3 separate regions of the Mus musculus genome follow, and all the other regions are linked to region 3. A link is a contact called in public HiChIP or PLAC-seq and promoter capture Hi-C data. All regions are on one chromosome and are shown on one strand. Each heading gives the region's core, a stretch centred on a gene start, on an enhancer-like site or on the middle of the called end of the contact. The rest is flanking DNA. Distances are from core to core; before and after follow the strand shown. Region 1 has its middle 17 kb from the start of Gm51712. Region 2 holds the start of Pdcd7 (programmed cell death 7). Region 3 holds the start of Zfp609 (zinc finger protein 609).

Evidence for each region. Promoter capture Hi-C pulls out the DNA fragments that hold promoters and counts their contacts. HiChIP or PLAC-seq counts read pairs in DNA pulled down with a chosen protein or histone mark.
Region 1: a contact with region 3 is called in an H3K27ac HiChIP or PLAC-seq map of microglia, with 5 times the contacts expected there. The contact joins the enhancer-like site here to the promoter of Zfp609 in region 3. A contact is called at or near these places in 1 of 15 datasets of contacts at CTCF or cohesin (CD8 T cells), 1 of 484 Hi-C or Micro-C datasets (spermatogonial stem cells) and 4 of 115 datasets of contacts at active chromatin or transcription factors (embryonic limb bud, memory CD8 T cells, microglia and 1 more).
Region 2: a contact with region 3 is called in a promoter capture Hi-C map of erythroid cells, with 35 times the contacts expected there. The contact joins the promoter of Pdcd7 here to the promoter of Zfp609 in region 3. A contact is called at or near these places in 5 of 39 promoter capture datasets (erythroid cells, hippocampal neurons, liver and 2 more).

What each region holds. Positions count from the first base shown.
Region 1 is chr9:65,545,046-65,547,745 of GRCm38.p6, forward strand. No RefSeq gene overlaps it. Among named protein-coding and RNA genes, the nearest start is that of Gm51712, 17 kb to the right of the region's middle. Within about 2 kb of position 1,421, at least 167 of the 459 cell types and tissues checked have an H3K27ac peak or open chromatin away from gene starts, as enhancers often do. A contact at or near this core is called in memory CD8 T cells, microglia and pancreatic cancer cells, where this site is marked.
Region 2 is chr9:65,344,673-65,347,372 of GRCm38.p6, forward strand. It overlaps Pdcd7 (programmed cell death 7), which reads left to right and starts at 1,396. Exons shown (of 5, transcript NM_016688.2): 1 at 1,396-2,336. The coding sequence starts at 1,470.
Region 3 is chr9:65,826,241-65,828,940 of GRCm38.p6, forward strand. Zfp609 (zinc finger protein 609) reads right to left here and starts at 1,324. Exons shown (of 10, transcript NM_172536.3): 1 at 1,226-1,324. It overlaps Trip4 (thyroid hormone receptor interactor 4), which reads right to left. Exons shown (of 14, transcript NM_001357872.1): 14 at 2,687-2,700.

The DNA of each region.
Region 1 (2,700 bases), core at 171-2,670, 280 kb before region 3:
TCTGCCTCCCCAGTGATCCACCTGCCTCTGCCTCCCCAGTGATCCACCTGCCTCTGTCTCTCCAGTGTTAGGATTAAATATTTTCACCATCACACTTGGCAAGACTTTTAAAAGGTCTAATTCCCTTGTAGCCCAAGCTGTTTTCCATATACAAGGATGACTTTGAGCTAGCAGACGCTCCTGCCTCTAACTCCCAAATGCTGGGATTATAGGGATGAGTTACCTGACACAGCTGTAAATATACTTTTAAAAGCCTGTTTGGGGATGAGGAGTGCAATTCAGTTGGTAAAGTGCTTGTCTGCCATGCAGGAAACCCTAGGACTGACCCACAGTTCAGCATGATGGGTACCGTGGACAGGCAGAAGTAGGAAGAGCAGTACTTTGGGGTCATTTTTGGCTATTTAGTAAGTTTGAGGCTAGCCTGAAGCACATGAAACTATCTCAGAACAAAAACCGCCCCCTCCTAATCAGCTGGGAACGTATTTCATAAACTGTGAAGTTTTTTCCACAGCCCATGGCTACACGAGGTGTCTCAAGTATCAGGAATTCCAAGGGGGAAATGATACCAAGGAATAGCTTTCGTGGTGAGATTTCAGGCAGATGGGGAGAGCCACATAACCAGTAGGTTCTGCCACATATGCAGTCTTCCTAAATCACACACCAAGACATGCCCTTGGAGGGAGAGTCTTTCGATCTAGGTAAGAAGAGCTGGAAGTGACTGCACTGAACTCCAAACAGGAAGTGGACTGAGGAAGCAAGCACCAGGCCTACTTCTGCTTTAGGTGTGAGTTGCACACTTGGCCTTGGCAAGCACAGCAGAGCTCAGGAGGCAGCAGGAGATGAAAGCTCTGATCTGAAGGGGTGGATACAGCACTGGGGCAGAGCCTGTGGCTTCCCAGATGCTTGCATTCCTCACTCTGCTCTGCTACGTGCTATTTGCCTGTTGGGAGATCTCTCATCATCTCTGGGCCAGTGTCTCCTTGGCCGGTGGCAATCCAAATCCAGCAGGGGTCTTTTTGCGCTTGACGCGGATGCCTGCAGCTGACACACTTGGAGTGGGTGTATTCCCTGTGCTGCCAACCAGCCCTGTCCATCTTTCTGCAATTGCTAGTCTAGAACTTACCATGGGGCAGGGCCATGGGCCCAGAAAGATCCAGTCTCTTGGGGAGGCTGACAGCCTATCTGCATTTCCATAGCCTTCAGAAAAGTTCATTAGCTTTCCTCCCTGTAGTCACAGAAATCACCAAGCCCTGCCAGCGGTTGCCCCGGTGTTTCAGGAGCGCCCTGTAGCCTGTTATTCTTTGTTGTTTTTGCTTTTTTTTTTTAAATCTTTCGAGACAAGGTCTCATGCTGGCCTCCAACTTGCTACACAGCCAACAGTGACACTGAACTCCGTGAGCCCTGGCATTACAAGACATGACTCACCACTCGTAGCTCTGTGCTGTGCTGGGTTATCACATCCAAGGCAGGGCATCAGAGGCCAGCACCCTACCAGCCGAGCCACATCCCCAGCCCCATAGATTGTATTTTTTTTTTTAAATGAATGTAGATGTCCTTGCAAATCCTGAAGCTGCTGTCACAGCTGTATTTCAGGAAGCCAAGGCCTGCCAGTGGATGTCAGGAAGGACAATTCCTGTCCCTTGTTTCCCGATTCCAGGCCTGGATGGAGGGAAACAGTTGGTTGATGTGTGGAGCTCTTACTACCAAAGTACAACTGGCAGGACTGGGCTCAGTGTTCTGATGGGGAGAGGTGAATGCAGCTAGTGCCTCTTGTGTGGCTGGAGCCCAGATCCTGCCCTGGTCTCTCCATTTATAAAATGTAGCTAGGATACTTTTTCTCCTTGATTTTGTTTCTTTCTTTCCTCTCCACTCCTTCCCCCAGTGCTGGAACTGAACTCAGAGACCACCCACCTCCCGGGCCTCACATTTGTGAAGCAAGTATTTATCTGTGCCCCATCACTGTGTCTCATTTAGAATCCTACATTGCAGGCGCCCTACATTGCAGGCATCTGCGGTCCTGCCCCACACTTGTCAGTTTTTCTACCTCCCAAACACTGGGATCATGGGGCTTGCAGTCCTGCTGCACAGGTTTTACATGGTGCTAGAAACAGAGCCCAAGGACTTGTGCATGCCAGGCAGACACTTTGCCAGCTACGCTCCATCTGCGGCTTGTAGACTTTCTGTGACTGACAGAGACTCCCAGGCAGCCTGAGGAGGACAGGCTCTCCTGAGGCGAGCTTTGATAGTACAGTGGCATGCCTGGGCAGTGGTGGCACATTCCTTAATCCTAGCAGTCAGGGAGATCTCTGTGAGTTCAAGGCCAGCCTGGTTTACAGAAATAGTTTCGGGATAGCCAGGGCTACACACAGAAACCTTATCTTGGAAAAAAAAAATACAGTGGCAAAAGAAATCACTGCTTCCTGAAGGCCCTGTGCCAGCACTGCCCAGGAGCAGGTCAGATACGGCCTCCTTTTATCCTCAAACCAAAGGTGGATAGTATACTTTTGGTCTTCAGAAAGGCGATCAGGACTAAAGTGGTTACATAACTTGTCAAAGATCACAGAGCGGGAAGGGACATGCCACAAATCCAACCAGCTACTTAATCCTGTGGAAGAACTCAGACATTTAAAAGAGGATAAAGAACTCTAGGGTCCCCCTCGGGCTCCAGAAAAAGTCAGAGCAGATGGAGATCCTGTGTCT
Region 2 (2,700 bases), core at 146-2,645, 480 kb before region 3:
TGTGGGATGCATGTTGGTCCGGAACCCCATCATTAAACTACCTTGTGTGTTTACATCAAAGACGGTCTATTCGTGATTTTTTGGGTTTTGGGTGCACACCAAATCGGGAATTGAGTGGGGGTTTCCCCACTAGGTTCTATCAATATGACATATGGACACTGTAACATCTATCTCTCCAAGACCACCTAGCTTCTCTTTGTGTTTCTGTGTTTTACACCCTGCATTCTTTCGACCCCCAGCAGACATACTGCAAATCACTAGTACCTGCTGCTTCCATCCTGTGTTCCTCTCATAACTTTTTGTTGTCTTTCAGATCTTAGCCGGAGCTTCAGACCGTGTCTCTAGTCCCTCTAGAACGTTAACAATCATCAGGATTTCTGAATTCAAGACTGAATTGGAGAGGCCAAACCTACTCCATCTTGGGACCAGCCTCCATCTTCAAGAAAAGAAAAAAGCAGAACTCAAGCTGCACCAAAATACCAGAAAGGACCCCATGGCTTGTCCTTGGCCAGAGTTAATCCCTAGCTACTTCCTAGCAACAGTTAATCAAAGATTAGTTTGATTGTTTCAGATGTACTTTCAAACTGTTTGTGATCAAATGCACGATTCAGGGCACCCAACTATTGGCTTATAGTCATTCTATTAGATGCTTGCCAGACTGGACAACCCCTCCCTCGCTTTGAAAGAACCTAGTGGGGAAACCCCCACTCAATTTCCATTCGGAGCGCACCCAAGAATCACGAACAGACAACCATCTTGATGTAAAAGCATGAGGTAGTTTAATGACGGAGCTCCGGGCCGACATATATCTCCCTCAGGAGACAGAGGTGTCGACCACATGGTGGAGCCATAATGGCAGAGCTCCGGTTCGAAACGTATCTCACACAGGAGACAGTGGTTTCGACTCTGACGCTTGGAAGCTAGGGATTTTTATAGAAAAGGGATGGGGCTGGGGGAGGAATTGGCGAGGTTTCACATGATTGGTTCATTTAAACATCAACAGACTGTCAGAAGGGCGGGAGATAGGGGGGCATGTCCTGGCCTGTTCTGCTATGTTCTCAGCCCCAGGTTTCAAAGCTCACAAACAACTCTTTGGGCTATTTGACATAAATTACATGAATCACATGTCTCAAGTTTTATTTCCTTTCAGCTTTTATTTTTCTATAAAAACTTGTTCTACTGAGGGTTCAGGGCTGCTCCGCCTTCTCTTTCTGTCCTGCTGTGTTAAGGTCGATTTGGAGGAGAGCCCGAGCCTGAGCCCGAAATAAACCCTAACATCGGAGACGGATCCTTGGTGGTTTGGGAAGGTTCAAGCTTCCTGGCACGACAAACCAAGGTCCTGCACTACGCCTCGCTTCCGGGAAGTGAGTCAAGCACCGGTCGCACGTTATACACGTCACTTCCTCCTGGAACCCGGATAAAGAAGTTCCCAGATTACTGTCACTGCTCCCAACCGCTGCACTACAGACATGGCTCTGCCACCTTTTTTCGCCCAGAGCCGTCAGGGACCTCCCCCTCCGCAGCCACCGCCTTCCGCTCCATTCGGCTGTCCGCCCCCGCCGCTGCCCTCTCCGGCTTTCCCGCCGCCCCTTCCCCAGCGACCCGGCCCCTTCCCGGGGGCTTCCGCCCCCTTCCTCCAGCCTCCGCTGGCCCTGCAGCCCCGCGCGCCAGCCGAGGCCTCCCGCGGCGGTGGCGGTGGCGGCGCCTTCTTCCCGGTGCCACCCCCACCGCTGCCGCCGCCGCCGCCGCAGTGCCGGCCCTTCCCGGGGCCCGACGCCGTCGAGCGTCCACGGCCACCGCCTCCAGGTCCCGGGCCGCCCTGGAGCCCGCGCTGGGCGGAGGCGCCGCCGCCGCCCGACGTGCTCGGAGACGCGGCCCTGCAGCGCCTGCGTGATCGGCAGTGGCTGGAGGCGGTGTTCGGGAACCCCCGGCGGCCCGGTGGCCTCCGGACCCCGCGCACACCCGCCGGGCCCAGCCTGGGTGAAGTCCGCGCGCGGTTGCGTTCCGCTTTGCGTTTGGTGCGGCGGCTACGCAGCTTGGGGCAGTCCCTGCGCGAGGCTGAGGCCGACGGAGCAGCCTGGGCCTCCCTGCACGCTCAGGCGGCGCCACTACGAGCGGAGCTAGCGGAGCGGCTGCAGCCGCTGGCCCAGGCCGCCTATGTGGGCGAGGCGCGACGGAGGCTGGAGAGGGTCCGGCGCCGCCGGCTGCGGCTTCGTGAGAGGGCCCGGGATCGGGAGGCTGAGCGGGAGGCGGAGGCCGCGCAGGCCACGGAACGGGAGCAGGAGATTGACCGCTGGAGGGTGAAGTGCGTGCAGGAAGTGGAGGAAAAGAAGCGGGTGAGAACCAGTATGCGCTCGGTGGTTGGAGCTGTGGTGTCTGGAACTCGAATCTGCGTGCTAGTTAACTTGTATGCTTATCCGCGAAAGCTAGCCTTTGCCACTTCTTTGCTCTGTATTCCTTGTTGACGATGTGTGGTGCATAAAACTCTAGAATTTGGACTATAAAGTCCCTTAAACACGCGACAGGTTTACACTGGTGCATTTCTGGGAGGACACACCTCTTGTGTCCTGCTTCAAAGTTGGATCCACTTACTGAAGATGCAGAGCAGTATCTTTTATACTGTCCTAAAGCATGCAAATGTAGAGGACTTGGACCACACCTAGAAACCTTTATAACATAATTGGCTGATGAGGTTGATAA
Region 3 (2,700 bases), core at 74-2,573:
GCCTGGGAGATGGAGCATATCCAAAGCTCTCAGACAAGACTTGAACCTATGACCTTCACTGTGTACACAATAGGCGAGTGAGAGGGACCGGTTTATCTCTGCTGCAACAGTTCTCAGCCCTGGGGTAGCACTCCCGATAAAATGACACGACTATTGTGTGGCAGCAGAACAGTCATCTCTCACAACAGCCTAAACCAGCACTCCCTCCCCCAAGACAAAGCAGCAGGGGTGAAATTAACTCAAGGCTGCAGAGCAAAGCCTAATACAGAAAAGAGAGGCCTGTGGGGGCTTAGGGACTCTCCTCAACCCCTGGGGCTCTGGACACATGGCTGGAAACAGACAGGCTTTCTCCCCCATCTTTCCCACTCTCATTTAGGTAGGAAGCGGTTTCTGAGAGAATTTAATCATCTGTGATTTGTTCAGAAATATTCCCCCTGAAGGGCTCTGCTCTCTCCACCCTGTGTGAGCCTAATTCCTAGAAGCCGAAATGACTGTTTGCCGCTGCCTGTTTCACAAACACACATTAATTGGTCAGATGTGTCTCCTCCTCCTCAGCCCCAGAGGGAGGAAGGAGAATCTGAACCAAGCAGAGAGATGATCCAACCGTAATTACACATAAAGGGAAAAGAGGGCAGCATGGGGTTTCCAAACAGGACAGGGTCTCAAACCCTCCCGGGGATACAGGGACAGCAGTTTAAAGTCCAGGCCTAGGGATCCCTCCATCTTGAAGAAAAGGACAGGAGTAAAATGTGACCTAAGACTGGAAAGGCGCACACACCCACAACCTACTGCCTGCACGCTCCCAGCCACCTTGCTCTCCTTTCCCGGGTCGCGCACACGTCCTGCTTTCAACCCTCCGCTCCCGACGCTCCCCTGAGTCCCTAACGAGCCCCAGTCGCCCCGGGGCTCCCTCGGCAGAGCCTCCGAAAACTCTCTGGCCTGCCCCTACCACCTGGCCAAATCAGAGACTATCCCGGGCACCGCCACCCTCAGCCCGAACCGCCCGGGCCATGCTTTGAACTTCACCTCAGGCCCCCTCCCCCACCCACGCAACGACCCCGCTTTCCCCGCACACACCTTCCCCTCGCTCCGCCCCGGCCCCCCCAACCCCCACTTCCTCCGCCGGGCGCCGCTGCTCCGGCGCCCTCCGCGCCCCTCGGCGCCGGGCCTCCCCCAGAGTCGCCTCCCCCTCCCAGCCCCGGCTCCACACAAAGCTTAGACTCACCGCGCGGCCGGTCCCGGGAGCCGCCACCTCCGCCCGCCCGGGGCCCCGGGCCGCAGAGCCACCACTGCTACGCGTCCCGGGCCGCCATCTGGGCCGCGGCCCCTCCCCCTCCCCGCCCCGGCTCTCCGCCCCTCCCCGCGCCGCTCCGCCCCGCCTGGCCGGGGCCGCTGTGTCCGGGGCTGCGGGTCCCTCAGCTGCCGCCGCCGCCGCCGCCGCCGCCGCCACCGCCGCCGCCGCCGCCGCGATCCGGGACAACCAGGGCAGCCTGGAAGACCTGGACACTGGATTCTCGTGCTCTCGGATCCGGATTCCGTGCGCTATGGAGTCTGGAGCGGGCGAGTGCACGAGGAAACCCGGAACCTGGATGCAGGAGCTAAGTCCTGGGTCTCTAAATGCGCGGTAGCTGCGAGCCCTGAGAAAAGAATGCTGGAAAACCTGGCGGGCGGGTCGAAACTAAGATAAGCTCAGAAGACCGGGCTGGACAGTTTGAACCCAATGCTCTCTCCTCGTGCAGATTCCTGGCTGGATAAGACTTCTCACCGAAAAGTCTCTGGAGAAGCGTTAGCTCTTAAATACAGATGTTTTCTATCGTGGAAAGAGGAAAGATCATGGGATCTGAACATGAACCTTTCTACAAAGAACAGAAGACAAGTGCACAGCTCTTAACTGTCTCATCCATTTTGCCGCTTAGTTCGGCAAACTATTTTAAGTAAAGAATTTAGGGTGGGGGTTGGGGGGGACAGGACACGTGTCGTGGCGCACGTTTGCAGGTCAGCCGACAATTTGCAGGAGTCGTTCCCTCCACCATTTGGTTTTAGGGATCAAACTTAGATCCTTAGGCTTAGCAGCGCGCATCTTTACCCACTGAGCCATCTCACTGGCCCTCAAACTCCTTTTTTATTCAATGTCTTCAGTTTTTCTTTGATTATCGTTTGTTTTCCTCTAGAGTACCTGTGTCCCTTTCCACCTCAACATCCAGTATCACTAAATCTTACTGCTTTTTAACCTTGAGCCCGTTTCTGCACTCCATCTCACCATTCTGTCACTATAGATTGTGACTTTTAAATCTGTTACCTATCTTAAGGTTGCCCAGCACACCATCTACACAGCAGACATTCTGTTCTTGTGAAATTGAGCCCTCCCACCAGTTGCTTACGAAACTGCTTCATGACCTAAGACTTCCACCTCCTACCATAGCAAACCAATGTTTATCCAATTCTCAAGAACCCCCATCATGCCCTTCCTGTGTCTGAGACCATTTTATTCAGCTATGCAGTTACCTTTATTCTCTTATCCTAAGGGCACTCTTCACTGGTGCCATTCACAGTAGCATGTGACTTAGAGATCGAGTGAGTCATAACTTTGCTATCTTCACAGAAAGAAAAGGAGGGTGGGAGAGCTGACAGCTTAAAGATGAACGCTAAGCCCAAGCCCATCTAGTCTAGGAAAAAGTAATTCCCTCTTGGTCCATAGAT